Regions from separate parts of the Mus musculus genome. Here regions 1, 3 and 4 are each linked to region 2. The links are chromatin contacts, called in public HiChIP or PLAC-seq maps. All regions are on one chromosome and are shown on one strand. The core of a region is the stretch at or near the end of the contact, and the rest is flanking DNA. Distances in the headings are between cores, read along the strand shown.

Region 1 (4,033 bases), core at 459-2,958, 1.4 Mb before region 2:
TGAGGCTAGCTTGCAGGCAGTGGCCTCCATTGTCTGGTTACTTGGACATAGAAGTTGTGCCCCAAGGTTACCACGTCTGCACTGTAGCTGGTAGCTAACCCTTGGAAAGCAGAGGTAAGAGGATGCTTGAGAATCTGAGGCCAGCCTGGGCTACAGAGTGTCCCAAGAAAACAGAAAGTGCAAAACAGAAGAGTGCTTGTATTATGATTGTCTTTACCTCAAAATTTGCAACTCCAGGGTCCTGGTTTAGTTGGAATCTCACATCTACTTTGTAGCTGTATTGCTAGTCTAACACTGAAACATATTTCCCATGGTTGGCACCTGAAATGCCATTCATTTCAGCGAACAGCATTCTGGGTTGGAGCTATGGCAGGTAACCCTGTGCTGCCATTCTTGTCTAGAGGCATCTTGACAATACTGTCATAGCTTTGATGTGGCTTATTTGCTTGTCTAAGTGCTTCTGGGAGCAACAGCTCAGAATCATCCAGAGTCTAACCTGGTCTTTTGACTTGTTTTGTTGTTGATCCATAGCCTAGGCTGACCTGGAACTTAGAGATTTTTCTGCTTCATCCTTGTAAAACCTGGGATTAGAGTTGTAAGTCTTTATGCCTGCTTTTGGATTTGTTTTAAGAGTATTTTAAGTATTAGAAACAAAAACCACTTCTCCCCCCACCACACACACACATTTTGTTTGTGTTTTTGATTTTCAAGACAGGGTTTCTCTGTGTACTCTGGTTATCCTGGAACTCACTCTATAGACCAGGCTGGCCTTGAACTCAGAGATCTGCCTGCCTCTACCTCACAAGGAGTGCTGGGATTCCTGGCTTTAGAACCTTGTTTTGAATTTATTAGACACTGCCTACAAACAAAATCTTAACTAGTTGCCGGCATTAGGTTCCCATGTGGGTAATCAGATAGGAAGACTGGTGAGTTCCAGGCTAGCTTAAGCTACACAATGCACTCAGTGCCACACTTGGTTAGTGAGTTTGAGGCCAGTATGTGTTAGCAAACAGATGAAACATTGTTTCAAAAATCCAACCATCGCTATCCAAATTCAAAACCCAAAGCAAAATCAAACCTAAACCTAGACCTTGGCTTGGGTTGCAGTCCATGGAACCTTACACAGCATTCATAGGGTTTTTTTTTGTGTGTGTGTGTGTGTGTGTTTTTTTTTTTTCTGCCGAGCTGAATAAAATCCCCAGGCAGATGTGAACTGCCTTTGTGGGCACAGCTAAATCCTTGCCTGGTTGGAATAGAATTACTTGAAAGTTTCTGAACTTTCAAGAAATTTGAGACTATGGCTCAAAGAGGGAAAAGGGCACTCTTCCCATCTATGGCATAGCTATGCCCCCTGCTGTTGGCTGCAGCACCATTCTCCTTTTACTTGGGATTCAAGGGAGAGGCCTAGATTGGTAGGGGACTTCAGTAAAAAATAAAATCCCTCCATAACCCCTAGAACTACCTCCTTTGTGAAAAACCAACTTGTTAACAAAAGATAATCAAGTAATGCTCATCTTTTTAAGCTGAAGGCTTGTCCAGGGCTTGGGGCTGGGTGGCAGAGCAGATTCGGAGAAGAGATGTATGTGGTCACTGTCTTTGACTTTGGTGGCAGGGCGGGGCAGGGTCCACTTGCGATGCTGGTCCCATTGTGGTTGCCGGGAGACTGAGGGGCTCTCGGAACGGTGCCCGGAGGTGTCCATAAGGGTGGGGCAGTGTGGGGCCAACTCGTTTGGAAGGCAGCGGCGGGCACAGGATAGGGCTTCTGCAGCTGCAGGTAGACAGGCAGAAGACAAGTCGTGGGTCTTGTCTGGTCACAGAGGAGGTAGGTTGCTTTGAAGAGAACCCCGTGTTTTTGGCTTCTATAGACTCCAGCCACCTCTGGTAGGGGTGGCTCTCGGGAGGGGCCGTGGGGCTGCGAGCAGCAGAGCCTGATCGCTCCTGGTGGTCGTCACCCCGTCCCCCTCCATCCGGCTTGACCAGTCTCAGAGTGGAGGAGGACAGAGCTGTGCCCAGCCCCCGCCCCTACAGCCAGTACCCACACCAAGACGCACACGCTCCTTAATCTCCCCCGCCCTCGGTTGCCCGGGCGACAGCCCAGACGAGCAGGTGATGCATTGACAGCGAGCAGATGGTCCCCCGTGGAGGCGAGCGCGGCCCACAAAGCGCCCAGCGCTGTGATCCCACTGCGCCGCCCCCGCCCCGTGGCCCGCGCTGCCCGCATGCTAATAGGGGTCGGGGGAGGGGTCTGGGGAGGGGCCGTGCGCCCTGGGCACGCCCCTTTGCTCTTTGCAGTGACTTCACCTCATTTTTTTCCCTCTGAATGCCCTCTCTAAATCCTCCCTGCTTCTGAAGAGTTCTCCCACCTCACACCCAGCACGCTTCATCTCTCTCCGAACTCTCCCCGAGTGGATCAAGGCTGACACTCTCCCTCTTTTGCCTTGCTCCCATTCAGTAGTAGCAGGCCCTACCTTTGCTCCCTGCTGGCATTTCATGGTTGATTTGGGAAGACTAGAGGAATGGGTTTACCACAGCCCAGCCTTGATCCCTGCTTCTAGAACTGGCATTGGAATGGTAAAATGTGTAAAGACACCCGCCCGGACCCGCCCCCATGCCCCCCCCCCCCACCATCATCAATGCTTCAGGGCCTTTCAGGCTGCTGCTTCTTCGGACTTTCCTTTCTGGAAGGGCAAAAATAAATCACTCTCTGGCGACTACTGTGCTGCCCCTCCTGGGAAGCCCTCCCATTCACCCACCCTCCTCCCATTCATTAGACACACACACCCCCTTCTGTACCCTATTCACCGCTGTGTGGCAAATTGAGACTATCTTATAGTAAGGCCATGAAAACTGCTAGGGAGTATTCACAATTTTAATACTAACTTCATAGCTGTCACATAAATTCATTGCCAGGTCTACTCTATAATGGCCACGAAATAACTTTAAGAAAAGGGAGGGGGAGTCCGATGACAGCACCACGGCATCTTTCTTTGATTTGCAGGTGCTTACCCCCCTCCTTTAAACCATTACTACAGTAACTGTAGATAGCTTTCTTTTTCTTTTTTTAACTGTCACACGGAGTGCTTTAAAAAAAGCCATCCTTCTCCTTTTTATTTTACAGTAGATAAAAAATGCCAAATGCCAATAAAGGCTTTTTTTAAAAAAAGCAACAGAAAAAGAAAGAGAAAGAGAGACTAGTGAATAAAGTTGGGACAATACGGGTCACAGAGCTGTCGAAACTAATGTCATAGTGCGGCTGTTGGGCAGACGTACAGAAAACTTCTTGTTTCTTGATTTTTATGGAGATTTGGTGTGTGGCATGAAGCGCTCTCTGAACAGGTTTAGAACAAGTGGGAAAGAAAAAAACTCTTAATAAACTCCCCTCTGATGGTCTTTCTGCCCACAAACACCTGTGATTTACAAAGAGGCATTTTGGAGGACAAAGAGAGGCCAAGAGGGCCAGGCCATTGTTAGAGAACGATGCTTCATGTAGCCAAGGCTGTATGAGAGAGTTGTTTTACTTTAAAACACGTCTTAGATCCTTGCTATACACACTTACAACCAGAAAAAAAAGCGATTCTTTTGAGGGCTCTTAATGACTTTTTCAAATGCTTTTTACTCAATTTGAGCCAGTGTTTTTGCCACATTCTTAAACCAGTGGACTTCACTAGAATTCAAACATAGTCAATTTATACAAACCTCCTAGACAGGAGAATTAGTAATAATTACCTAATATTTAGAAAAAAACGGTTACGATGTTCATTCACTTAAAGGATATATACCATTTGCATTTATTTGAAAAATTGTGAGATTGCGTTTCTTTCTCTTGGAATGCTATGTTTATCTTTTTTATGTTTATCTTTATCTTCTTTGTTTTCTTTCTTTTTCTTTTCTTTTCTTTTTTATTTTATTTTATTTTCTATTTTTGAGACAAGGTTACTCTATGTAGCCCCAGTTGTCCTGGAACTTGTCATATAGAACAGGCTGGTCTTGAACTCGCAGAGATCTCTCTGCCTCTGCCTCTGCCTCTTCTTCC
Region 2 (3,962 bases), core at 321-2,820:
TAAAATTGGCCTGGCAGGCATTATTTCTATTTTCAAAACAGATCGGTTAGGTCTGCCATGGTGGCGGATGATGGGGAGTCAAATCCTTCACTTGCAGGCCTGCCATGCTTCCATCCTGATACAGTGAGCTTCAGGGGGTTCGGGAACCAGTGAAACCCCAAACAGCTTAGTGTTTTAAATCACATGAAAACAAGTGACAGTGGAGGTACACGTGACAAACACAGTTGTTGGCAGGCAAGATGTTTTAAAGGGCAGGCTCCACTAAGCCCTTAAAAAGAAGTGTTTGCATGGATGCAGAACATGAGCTATTTCTATTGTATTCCTGGTATCCAACCTCGACTCTCGAGTTTGTGCACGATCTATATTTACACGTAATTACAGAGGGAGCGTAAAGAAAGTAATGCCATGGAATCTGCAATGTTATCCTATATAGTGTTTCAAGACACTCTCCCTTGTTTTTATGCTCTCTATACTCAGCCCAATGAACCACTTCTGACCACCACTGTCTAAAGCCCATGTTAATATTCTTACTTTAGACTTAGGTTGGATATAATTACAACTAATAAAATATGTTGGTATTTATAATCTCAAAGTCTAGATAATTGTAAAGACTGTCACCTACATCCTGTTTGTTTTTCATGAAAAAGCCAAGGAAGCAACGAGGAAGTTTCTTATCTTATCCAGAAATAACTTATCTTCGATCAGTGCTACCAGTAATTTCAGGATCGCTAGGCACCACCTTTGAGAAACAGAATTATAAAGTGCTAAAGGGCACTTGGCCTTACCTAACCCATCCACAAGTCCTGCTAGCATGGAGATGTAGGTATTTAATCTCCAGTGTGCGAAATATGGGCTGGTGGTCCCATGGCCCCAGGGATGAGATTGGCAGACAGGGCTGGGGCAGTAAGTGACCTTGACAGCGCCCCTGCCCCCCAGAGAAGCTCAGAATGGTCACAGGATTGGGGTAGTGGTGCGACAGTCTCTAGGAGCCCCGGGGAGGCTGAAAATGAATACTGCCAGGGGACAGCAATCTGGTCGCGTCCGCACCTCCCTCCTAGAGGGAGACCTAGAGGATGCTCCGCTACGCAGGGTCTCCCCGCTCCACTGACGCCTATAGTGGAGCCGTCTCCGAAGGAGGCCCAAGGGGGGCTCCAGGGAACAGTACCATCGGGCGGCCAGCCCTACCTCCTCCGTGACTGTAGGGCAGTAGAAGATGAGCACTAGTGTGGTGACCAGGTTGATGGCGAGGCCGATGAGGGTGATGGTGTTGGGGGCCATCCAGAGCGGGATCCATTGGAGCAGCCAGGTCCAGTAAAGCTGCAGCGGCGGCTCGAACAGCGACTCTCCCACCGCGGTGTAGCGGTGCTCCTCCAGCCGCCGCAGCTGCGCGGCACTGAGCGGCTCACCTAGCGCCTTTACCCAGCGCGGCGCCGGCCTGGCCCCGGCGCCCGCCGCCATGGCTGCCTGCGGGGCCCGCCGCGACCCGGCGCAGCCCGCGGCCCGCGCGGGGGGCGGAGAGAGCCGAGCGAGGGCACAGCGCCCGGGCCAGCTCCGCCGGTGGGACTCACTTAGCAGCGGGCCGCGGGGGCGGGGCCGGGCCTCGGGGGCGGGGCAAGGCCGGGCCACGGGGGGGTGGGGCCTCAGCGAGCTCGCGGGCGGTGGCGAGGCTGGGGGCGGGACCGGGGCGGGGCCTCAGTGAGCTTGGCTCTGGACGCCCCGGGAGGGGTCAAGCAGCCTGCGCTTTCAGACTCAGGTCGAGGGCAGCTCTGGCCCTGCCGCTGTGACTTTTCTATTGGGGCTCAAGGGTTCGCCCTCCTCTCCAGCCTTTGCTCAGGTTTCCGTGACGACGCTTGGCTAGCCTGGATCCTGGTTGAGCTGGTTTTTTTCTACTGAGTGGTAGGAACAACTCTGACTTGTGTGTCTATGCCCCGGCCTCTTATTAGTCAAGAAAATGTCGCCTACTGAAACCTGGAGTGGTCACCATGTATGTACTGATCAGAAAGTACTCAAGCACCATGGGAATATACAAAGGCCCCTCCGCATATTAACTTAGTTACCCCTCACTGCGGGATCAGACGGCAAGGTTTTAAAACAAACAAACAAAACCCCCAGATCTTAGAAATATTGTCGTCAAAGGGAAACTGAATGTTTGAAACTCAAATGCCTGTTTTTTCAGACCACTTGACACTCCTTCCTTGGAGCAGAGAAAATTCTTAGCCAGTTTCACAGTTTCTTCAGTGGAGAAGGCCGATTGCCACATAATGGAAGGTCACCAGCTCCTTACTTCACAATGCACCCATTTGGACTGGGGGCTGTCATAAGCATGTTCTATTGCCTAACCAGACATAGGCTGCCCACTTGATCTAGACGTAGTGGGTCTGATCTGTATGCACCTTTCTAACACATCAGACAAGCTGGAAACTACTTTCTGCTTTCTTGGATTAAGCAACAGAGGTCATGGGATACACTCTTCCTCACCTATTTTGAGGAACGGTTAGCAACTTTTGGCTCAAAAGACAGGCCTTCCATCTCATTCTCACAGCACACTACAGAAGTATGCGTCTTACATTTTTTAATTACTGGGAAAAAAAACAAAGAATAAAGTTTATGATGTTAGAATTGATATAATTTAAATCTCAGTTCTGTGACTATAGCTGTGTTTCTTCCCACAGAGGTGAGGAGTTGTATAGCACAAGATGACTTACAAAGTCTTGAATATTCATTACCTGGCCTCTTACCAAAAATAAAATAAAATAAAATAAAATAAAATAAAATAAAATAAAATAAAATAGCTGGGTGATGGTACTGCAGGCCTTTATCCCAGCACTTTCCAGTCAGAGGCGGGGGGGGGGGGGGGGGGCAGGGGATTGGTAACACTTACATTATAGATTCCTAGTACTTTATCTTGCTCCTGGACTTTGAACTAAGCACCTTGCTGGGCCCTGCTAAGCTTTATCTTCAGTCCTTTGTTTGCTTTGATTTTGAGACAGAATCCTGCTACGCAGCCTAGACTGTCCTTGAACTAATTGCCTCTGCCTCCTAAGTAGCTCTGATTACAAGCAATTACACTTGACCTCTTCCAATGCCATGCTGTTGTAAAGGGGCATACAGCATGCTCAGAAGGTATCGACGATTGCTTTAGGCTACTTCTAGGTCAAGTACAAGGCTTGAATGAGACAGAAGTTCGTTTTGCCCAAGCATCGTGTCTGGGTAGATCATTGAGAGCTGCTGCAAACCCTCAGTGTGTGAGAGACACTGGTTTCTTCCATTTCCTTGTCTGCTGCCTTCAGGGTATTGTTCTTGTCCTGACCCAAAACAGGTGACCACAATTCCCAAACAACTAGGAGGAGGGGGAGGCAGGGGGGCTGAACTTCCTGGCTTTGAGGCTGTGATCCAAAGTTTCATTCCTCATTTCTGACAGAACCCTGTCATGTGAGTGTGACACCTATTTGCAAGGAGAGCTAAATGAAGCCCTTATCTGGCCAATGGCTGGTCGACTAATTTCTACTACTGTTGAAAAGTGAGGGAGTGGATGTTAGAGAGCCATGCATGTGTTCTGATATTTTTATACACCATTTAAAAAAGATACTATTTTATTAATTCCTTGAAAATCTCATACAATATACTTTGATCATATTAATCCCTGTTCCTCTCCCTAATTCCTCCCACCCCTATCTCCTAACCTCCCTGTCTTCATATCCTCTTTATTATTATTGGTTTTTGTAACCCATCAAGTCCAGTTTATGAATTGAATTTGTCCTGCATGTGGAAGGAAGCATGGCGAGTACTCGATCCGGTGACTCCTGGTCAGCTGACTCCTTAAAGAAAGCAAAGTGGGTTCTCCCTCTCCTTGAAGCCTTCAGCTGTCCCTAGCTCCTCAGAGATGGGGAACAGGGAACCCTTTCTTCCTCCATTCTAGAATGGTAGCTGGCTTGATTTTGGGCTCGTCTTATGGAGGCAAC
Region 3 (3,933 bases), core at 405-2,904, 1.2 Mb after region 2:
ATTTGCTGGAGACAAACCATTTAGAGCTGAATGTTCCGAGGTCTCTCACTCTCTGTGTAAAGTCTGGCTGTGGGCCTTGATTTGTCTTTAACGAGATCAGGGGGCCAGGAATGATGGGTTATGCTTACAATTCCAGCACTCAGGAGGCTGAGACAGGAGGACTCTCATGAGTTTGAGGCCAGTTTAGGATACACAATGCCCAGCTGGGCCACTGCGTAAGACCTTATCTCAATAAAGAACCACAGGGGCTTGGAGGCTATATAGTTCAGTAGCACAGCACTTTCCTAACATGTCCTAGGCCCATAATTCATTCTCCAGCACATTAAAAACAAAACAGAAAATCTGGTTCTATATGTATTTACATGCATCTGTTTATTTATGTATTTATGTGCACAGGTATTTTTCCTGCGTGTATGTCTGTGCACCGTGTGTGTGTGTGTGTGTGTATGTGAGAGAGAGAGAGAGAGGGAGAGAGAGAGAGAGAGAGAGAGAGAGAGAGAGAGGGAGAGAGAGAGAGAGAGAAAGAGAGGAGTTACAGACAGTTGTTAGCGGCCATGTAGGTGCTGGGAATTGAACGTAGGCCCTCTAGAAGAGCAGAATGAGCGGGTTAGCCATTTCTCCAGCCCCATGTACCTAGTTCTTAATGAGGAAAAAAAAAACTTATGTGGAAGCCTTATATATAAATGGCTTCCATCACCACTAAAGCTGTGAGAATCTGGTCATATGAGAATCTGGTCATATGGGCTGGGCTAAGAAGTAATGTTGTGCTTGTCCACCGTGCAAGAGTTCAACATAGCATTAAAAAAAAAAAATTCAGTCAAATGCCCACTGAGTTCTGAAGTAGTGGCCCTCAGCTGTAATCCTAGCAACCAGGAGGTGGAGGCAGGAGGATCTTAAATTCAAGGTCATCCTGGATTACACGCTGTGCTGCAAGGCAGCAGGGGGTGTAGCTCTGTGGGAAGGTACTAATTACCTACGCAAAGTCCTAGATTTCAGTTCTAGCACTGTGAAAGTCTACTATTTATTCAAACATACATTTTATAAAACACATCTTAAGATGCCACCGTAGCGTTCCTGACTTTACCAACCAGGTTATTCAACTTGGTTCCCCAATGCCTTCAAACTCCCTGGACTCTAATGAAGTGGGTTTTACTATTTGGGAGGTTGGGGGGCATTGAACCTTTTGAGGATCCGATGAAAACCTATAATCGTGTTCCCCTAAAGGCGAAACGTTGCCCACTATTTCTGAAATTTCATAAACTTTAGTCTCCTCAGTCAATCTCGAGAAGCCTATTTCCCGTTACCAAACGGAACATACATTCACTTCCGCAGCCCCGCGGCCTCAAACAAAAAATCAAAGTCAATTTCAGTTCAAAGCATCAAACCAACCAACGAACCCAGCTCGAAACTGAGCATCCCCCGACTGAGGCTGGAGGCGCGCGATGGCGTCTGTGGATCACGCAAATCGGAAAGCATAGTCTGTCAAGTTAAAAGGCGTACGTGTCCTGTCCCTCGGGAACGACGACCACTTACGAGACACTGTCATGGCTGTAACCGATTTTGGCGTTGTAAGCTCCATTATCCAGAACTAGGGTCGTCATTTCGGCACGCACCACGCTGCAGCGGAGTCGCTTTCCCACTGTTTGAATCTCCTCTGCTCAGGCTTCTTCCGGTACTCTATGGTCGATGGGGGCGTGGCCGTGGCGTAAACTTCCGGTTACCCTGACAACGGAGTACGCCAGAAGTCGAGCAGCGGAGCAGCCCTTCCTGTGCTTGTATCCAGTTTTCAAATGCATCGATTTTCGGTGGCAGCGACATTCCGTAGTAGAAACTGCTAAGTACTTTATTTCTTTTGATTTTCTTTACTGCGCACATTGGCGAGTGGAAGCTTTTTGTGAGCCCTTTGGTGGGCTGCGTGTGCGTGTATCTGATTAGAGTTGTTAAGACACTCCGAGCCTTGAAGAATTGAGTATGAAACCATACGCATCGTGGAACTGGATACGAAGTCTCTTCAGCCTCACCTTCATTTCTTGGCACTCGTCATCAGGTTATAGAATTTGGTCACAATAAATTATGTATGGGCTGTGTTGTTATCTGCGTTGTGCTTTAACTTATTTGCACATTCCCCAACGAATCCCCCTGCTTGTTCTCCGCTACTTATTTATGTATCCTATCTACAAAGGACTTCTTGACATCTGACATGTTCCTTGTCTGCTCTGACTCCTGGAATTAGATATCGTTCCTGGGTGTTTCTGTACAACGGAGAGCTTGTGTTTCATAATGTTAAGAAAAAGTTTTGGAGTTGAGCGTAATGGTACACGCCTTTAATCCCAGCACTCGGGAGACAGAGGGAGGTGGCTCTCTGGGTGTTCAAAACCAGCCTGGTTTACGTAGGACAGCCAGACATACACGATACAGAGAGTCTCTCTCAAAATGTTTTGATTGGAATGTAGACTCTGCTACAAAATAATCTCGGGTAATGAATCTGATATAAATGAATACACAGCCATGCTTAAGAGTAAGTTAGCTACACAGAGAAACCCTGTCTCAAAAAAACCAAAACCAAAACAAAAAAAAAAAAAAAAAAGAGAGAGTAAGCTGTTTCACTTTCTTTACACGTATTAACTAGTGTTTAAAACTCCAGGAGATAAAGAGATGAGAGTGTGGCCTTCTAATTTTAAACTGTGACTATGACATTAAAAACATATAAGCGGGCTGGAGAGACGGCTCAGAGGATAAGAGCACTGACTGCTCGTCCGAAGGTCCTGAGTTCAAATCCCAGCAACCACATAGTGGCTCACAATCACCTGTAATGAGATCTGATACCCTCTTCTGGTGCATCTGAAGTCAGCTACAGTGTACTTATGTATAATAATAAATAAATCTTAAAAAAAATGTTTAAACTAAGCCGGGCGGTGGTGGCGGACATCTTTAATCCCAGCACTTGGGAGGCAGAGGCAGGCAGATTTCTGAGTTCAAGGCCAGCCTGGTCTACAAGTGAGTTCCAGGACAGCCAGGGCTATACAGAGAAACCCTGTCTCAAAAAAAAAAAAAAAAAAAAAAAAAAGAAAAAAGAAAAAAAAAGAAAAAAGAAAAAAATGTTTAAGCAACTTAATGACCCTTGGGTTATCTAAATTATAAAATAAACTAATATGACTCTCACTATGTTATAGAATGGTTTAATATTAGTGTTAGAAGTCAAGCACCTACCTGTCAATAGATACTGTTATCATTTTTTTTAGTTTGCTTAATATTTATTTTGAGATAGGGTTTAACATAGCCCAGGCTGGCTTCAAATTTACTATATAGAAGGGCGCTCTTGAACTTGGGATCCTCCTGTCTCCGCCTGCAGGAGTTCTGGAATTACAGGCCTGCGCAACCTTGCCTGGATTGTCTGGTACTGAGGACAAAACCCCAGGGCTTCATGCACCTTCTGTCAACCTGCCTAACCATCAAACTCCTTCAAATCAGGCAGAGTATTCTATTGATAATCTCTACTGATATATATTAAAAAGTTAATTAGGGTCAGGCAGTACTGGTGCACACCTTTAATCCCAGCACTGGTGGGGAAGAGGATGGAGCAGCTGGATCTCTGAGTTCGAGGCCAGCCTGGTCTAAAGAGCTAGTTCCAAGACAGCCAGGGCTACACAGAGAAATTCTGTCTTGACACCAAACAAACAAACAAACAAATAAAAGAAGTAAATGAGGGCGTGGGGACGAAGCTCAGTGGTGGAATTGCTCTCTCAACGTTTTCAAGGGGTCTGGGTTCTGATCTCTAGCACTAGAAATAAAATGAAAACCTTTCTGAATGTCTAAGGTTAATTCTGACCAACATCAACACTCTATTTTATCCAATTCAGTTAGTAAGGTGGTAAGAACTCAGGCTGAGGCAGGGTGACCACCTGCTCCAGCCCAACTTGGGAGACATATCAA
Region 4 (3,703 bases), core at 858-3,357, 1.2 Mb after region 2:
AAGAACAACATTTCCGGGCTCTTGTGGACACGTCCAGGAAGTATGACCAAGAGCCATGTGCCTGGAGGAGGAACAGAAAGATAGACAATGGATGTGGCGACCGGGAAAGAAAAGAATGCCAAAGGTACTGTAGAGATGAAGCTAGACCAACAGACAAGAGGGCCTTACAGAGACATCAAGAATTTCAGTTAGGCTCTGTGAGGCAGAGGCCTTTGTGAGTTCAAGGCCAGCCTGGTCTACAAAGAGAGTTCCAGGACAGCCAAGGCCATACAATGAAATTTTGTCTCAAAAAAAGCAAAAACAAAAACAACAAAAAAAGAATTTCAGTTACTCCAAAAGGTAAAGCCATTGTGATCAGATCTATATTATGAGATGTCCATCCCAGCACAGAGACCACAGGTGTCAAGCCCTCTAGATGCAAGAGACCAATGTGACTGCAACAAGGAGGTGGTGCTGAAGATGAAGATTCAATATTTAAAAGGCAAACATCAATAGGACCTCATAAAAGATGTCGAATGAGGAATAATAAGAACTTAACAAATTTCAACTCCTATAAAATAGGATCAAAACATGTACGAGGACCTGGTTTTGGGGAGTTTTTTTGGTTTTTTGGTTTTTTTTTTTTGAGAGGATAAATCACAAATTTCAACTATGTCAACATGATTTAATTCCCAAATATAGAATGTATTTGTATAGCAATGTCCTACTGTATGGAATTACAACACATCTGTATTACATATGTAATCGTCTCTGACAGACAAAATGAATGATCTTCACATGTGCGTAGGTATATCTGAACAGAATAAAGCTCTATGTGTTCAGTTAGGCTCCTTTCCTTTGCATAACCACAATCCCCTTCTCCTCCAACCTTTATTAAGGAGGGGAAAGCCTTCAAAGTCGAAAAAGAATCTTCCAAGCAAACACCAGAACTGCTTGGGTTTTGTAATGGCTGACTGACTTACAGCATCTTTGTTAAATTGCTTTCTCTGAACAGAGGCGCACGACTCAGAAAACTTAAATACGGCGTTTCAAAGTGTCATCACACAATCCCTGGTTTTGATGTGCAAAGAAAAACCTCTAGCTGATAATTTACAATCAAAATCACTTTAAGGAGCTGGTCTGGAGTCTCTTCAATCCTGTTGAGAAAGGGAAACACTGTGTGTCCTTAATTACTGATCACAGGTAACGCGTCCATGCGAATCCCAAGAAGTTTCTGCAAGCTTTATCTGTCTAAACCTTTTTCTGTAGCTTAAACAGGCGCACTGGAGCCCCCATGGGGATTTCTTTCTCTCAAACCTTATCTGCCCCACCCACCTCACACACACAATAACCGTCCAGTCCAGAAAGACAACTACCATCAGAGAAAGGCGTCCGAAGTGCAGGGCCTTAGCCGGTGACCCCAGCTATCGGAACCAAGTATCAGAAACGAGGGGGGCTGTCTCAGCAGTCCCGGAGCACTGTCCAATTTCCCAAAAGGATACGGAGATCTCCACGGCGGAAACCCGAGCTCCTGCGCCAGCTCTGGGGACTCTCCCAGCAGCAGAATGACCCAGGCAGCGGGGCTCCCGTCGCCCGAAGGCCTCGCCCAGAGTCACCGGCCTCTGAGATCCGCTCCCTCCCGCTTCTCGCTACCTGGATCCGGCTTCCCGGGCCACCCACCGCCAGCCCGCCCGACCCGGCCCGTCACTAGGCAACAGTAGCAGCCGGGAGGCCCGGGGAGACCCGTAGCCCGCAAGCTGGCCGCAGACCCAGGTCGCCCGGTGCCCGAGACAGGTCACTCACCTCGCAGCCGGCTACCTGGAGGGGCGGTGCTGGGGCCGGTCCCCCGCCGGCTCCCTCAATGCCTCCGGGCTGTGACTGCTCGGGCCGCGCTCCTGGCCGCCACCGAACGCTTACTCCATCTCCTCCGTCACCCCCGAGTCCGCAGAACCCCGAGATCGAGGAGTAAAGGGGGAAGGGAGGGAAGGGACTAGGGAAGAAGAGCACGGTAGGGGGAAGAGCACCGAAAGACCTGCCCGCTCCTGCATGACGTCACTTCCGGGCGGTTCGGAAGGGTAAGGCTTGGCTTCCCTCCGCCCTCCCCGAGGCGGAGTGAGGCGGGGCTCCCGGGGCGGGGGTGGAGCCAGCCCGGGCCTCTGCTGACAGCCGTACCTGTGACTCTGATCACTAGTCTTCGCGGGCAAGACCAGCTTTCCGGGGCCCCAGGCTAGGAAGCCCGAGTTTCTGGAACCATAGAAGGGGATTCTCCAAGATAATGAGGACAGGTAACCAAATGTATATTGGAGATGACTGACAGTGACTTGATGGCTGGACACTGCAGCTCTGGTTGTGAGGCCCCTCCCCTTTTCTGTTTCCCAGGCCACCTGCCCTTGCTGGTCTAGTGACTGATTACATAGGACTCAGCTTTCTCTGACTTTCTGCTAAGTGACCTTAGAACCTAGAAAAGCCGTGCTTCTCACACAGGGCCGTGTTAAAGTGCAGATTCTGCTGCACAAGTAGGATCGGATGCTCTGCGTTTCTAAGACATTCTCAGATAACCCCGGTGCCACAGTTCCACAATTAGAGCAACAAAGATTATTTATCTTACGTGCTTAATGAAAGAAGTAAATTGTTCTGAAAAATATACCTAGGTGAAACTGGGCACAGCCTCTGTCTCCCTGCTATCCATCCAAGTAACCCGTACATAGTAGTAGGACTACTACCACCCTAACTAACCCTAACCCTGCCTCTCCTGTCTCTGCTCTGTCCCTGGTTCAGGTTAAAATGTCTTAAGATGGGTAATAGGGTAGATTCTATTACAAGAAGAATTGGAGGAGGGGGAGGAAGAGAAGAGGGAAGAGGATTATGGGGTGTGTGTGTATGTGTGTGTACATGTTTGTGTGGTGTGTTTACATGTTTGTGTAGGTACAGCTGTATGTACACACGCCAGAAAAGCTCGAGGCTAGAGGTTAGCCTTAGGAGTTGTTCCTGGGGAGCTGTCCATGTTTTTGAGACAAGGTCTCTAAATAGAACCTGGTGCTTTGCCTTTCTCTTATCTCTTCAGCTGTGAAATTAGGAGCACCCACCACCAAGCCTGGCTTTTTAATGTATGTTCAGGAGATCCAACTTAGATCTGCATGCTTAGAAAGTTATCATCTCACTAGCTGAGCCTTCTCTTTCCAGCCCCAGAAGGGTGGACTTTTATTTCTGTCCTTTTGCCAAGAGCATCTTATAAGTTATGTGTTGGTAATGTTACTTCTAGTTCTTCGTGGTCAAGAAAGGAAAGGCTTAGATTCTTGTATTCTGCACACAAAACATCTAGAAATCATGTTCTCTATATTTCAACTTTTTCTTTCTTACATGCTTTAATTTCATATTTTACTGGGGTAGGAGGAACTAGTTTATCTCTACTAAACATGAGTCTCTTTTTTGGAGTGATAAAATGGCCTGGGGTTAGATGATAGCAGTGATTGTACAAGGTTGCCAACGCACCAAGAAACACTGAATTAAACATTTTGACAGAATCCTAGTGAGCAAACCTAATCCTTTGCAGACCATGTGAGAATAGCTATCACAGGATATTTGAACACACTGTGAACCTCTGAGATTGTGTTACTTGCTGAAAAGGAAAAAGAAAAAGAAAGAAAGAAAAAGAAAAAAAGAAAAACCTGTTTCTAGTTGTGGTATGGCTCAGTCCTAGCACATACCTTTAATCCAAGAGCTT

The links. HiChIP or PLAC-seq counts read pairs in DNA pulled down with a chosen protein or histone mark.
Region 1: an H3K27ac HiChIP or PLAC-seq map of differentiating embryonic stem cells shows a contact between it and region 2, with 5 times the contacts expected there. The contact joins the promoter of 1700113H08Rik here to the promoter of Chpt1 in region 2. A contact is called at or near these places in 1 of 39 promoter capture datasets (liver) and 3 of 115 datasets of contacts at active chromatin or transcription factors (astrocytes, differentiating embryonic stem cells and embryonic stem cells).
Region 3: a FOXA1 HiChIP or PLAC-seq map of pancreatic cancer cells shows a contact between it and region 2. The contact joins the promoter of Actr6 here to the promoter of Chpt1 in region 2. A contact is called at or near these places in 2 of 39 promoter capture datasets (neutrophils and pre-B cells) and 1 of 115 datasets of contacts at active chromatin or transcription factors (pancreatic cancer cells).
Region 4: a contact with region 2 is called in an H3K27ac HiChIP or PLAC-seq map of thymic regulatory T cells, with 5 times the contacts expected there. The contact joins the promoter of 1500026H17Rik here to the promoter of Chpt1 in region 2. A contact is called at or near these places in 2 of 39 promoter capture datasets (the C10 cell line and pre-B cells), 3 of 484 Hi-C or Micro-C datasets (CD4 T cells, rod photoreceptor and uterus) and 1 of 115 datasets of contacts at active chromatin or transcription factors (thymic regulatory T cells).

The regions. Positions count from the first base shown.
Region 1 is chr10:87,056,338-87,060,370 of GRCm38.p6, forward strand. It overlaps 1700113H08Rik (RIKEN cDNA 1700113H08 gene), which reads left to right and starts at 1,709. Exons shown (of 6, transcript NM_029685.1): 1 at 1,709-1,822.
Region 2 is chr10:88,502,400-88,506,361 of GRCm38.p6, forward strand. Chpt1 (choline phosphotransferase 1) reads right to left here and starts at 1,571. Exons shown (of 8, transcript NM_144807.3): 1 at 1,186-1,571. The coding sequence starts at 1,458.
Region 3 is chr10:89,730,641-89,734,573 of GRCm38.p6, forward strand. It overlaps Actr6 (ARP6 actin-related protein 6), which reads right to left and starts at 1,655. Exons shown (of 11, transcript NM_025914.3): 1 at 1,534-1,655. The coding sequence starts at 1,601.
Region 4 is chr10:89,684,256-89,687,958 of GRCm38.p6, forward strand. It overlaps 1500026H17Rik (RIKEN cDNA 1500026H17 gene), which reads left to right and starts at 2,108. Exons shown (of 3, transcript NR_130956.1): 1 at 2,108-2,264. Scyl2 (SCY1-like 2 (S. cerevisiae)) reads right to left here and starts at 2,039. Exons shown (of 18, transcript NM_198021.3): 1 at 1,783-2,039.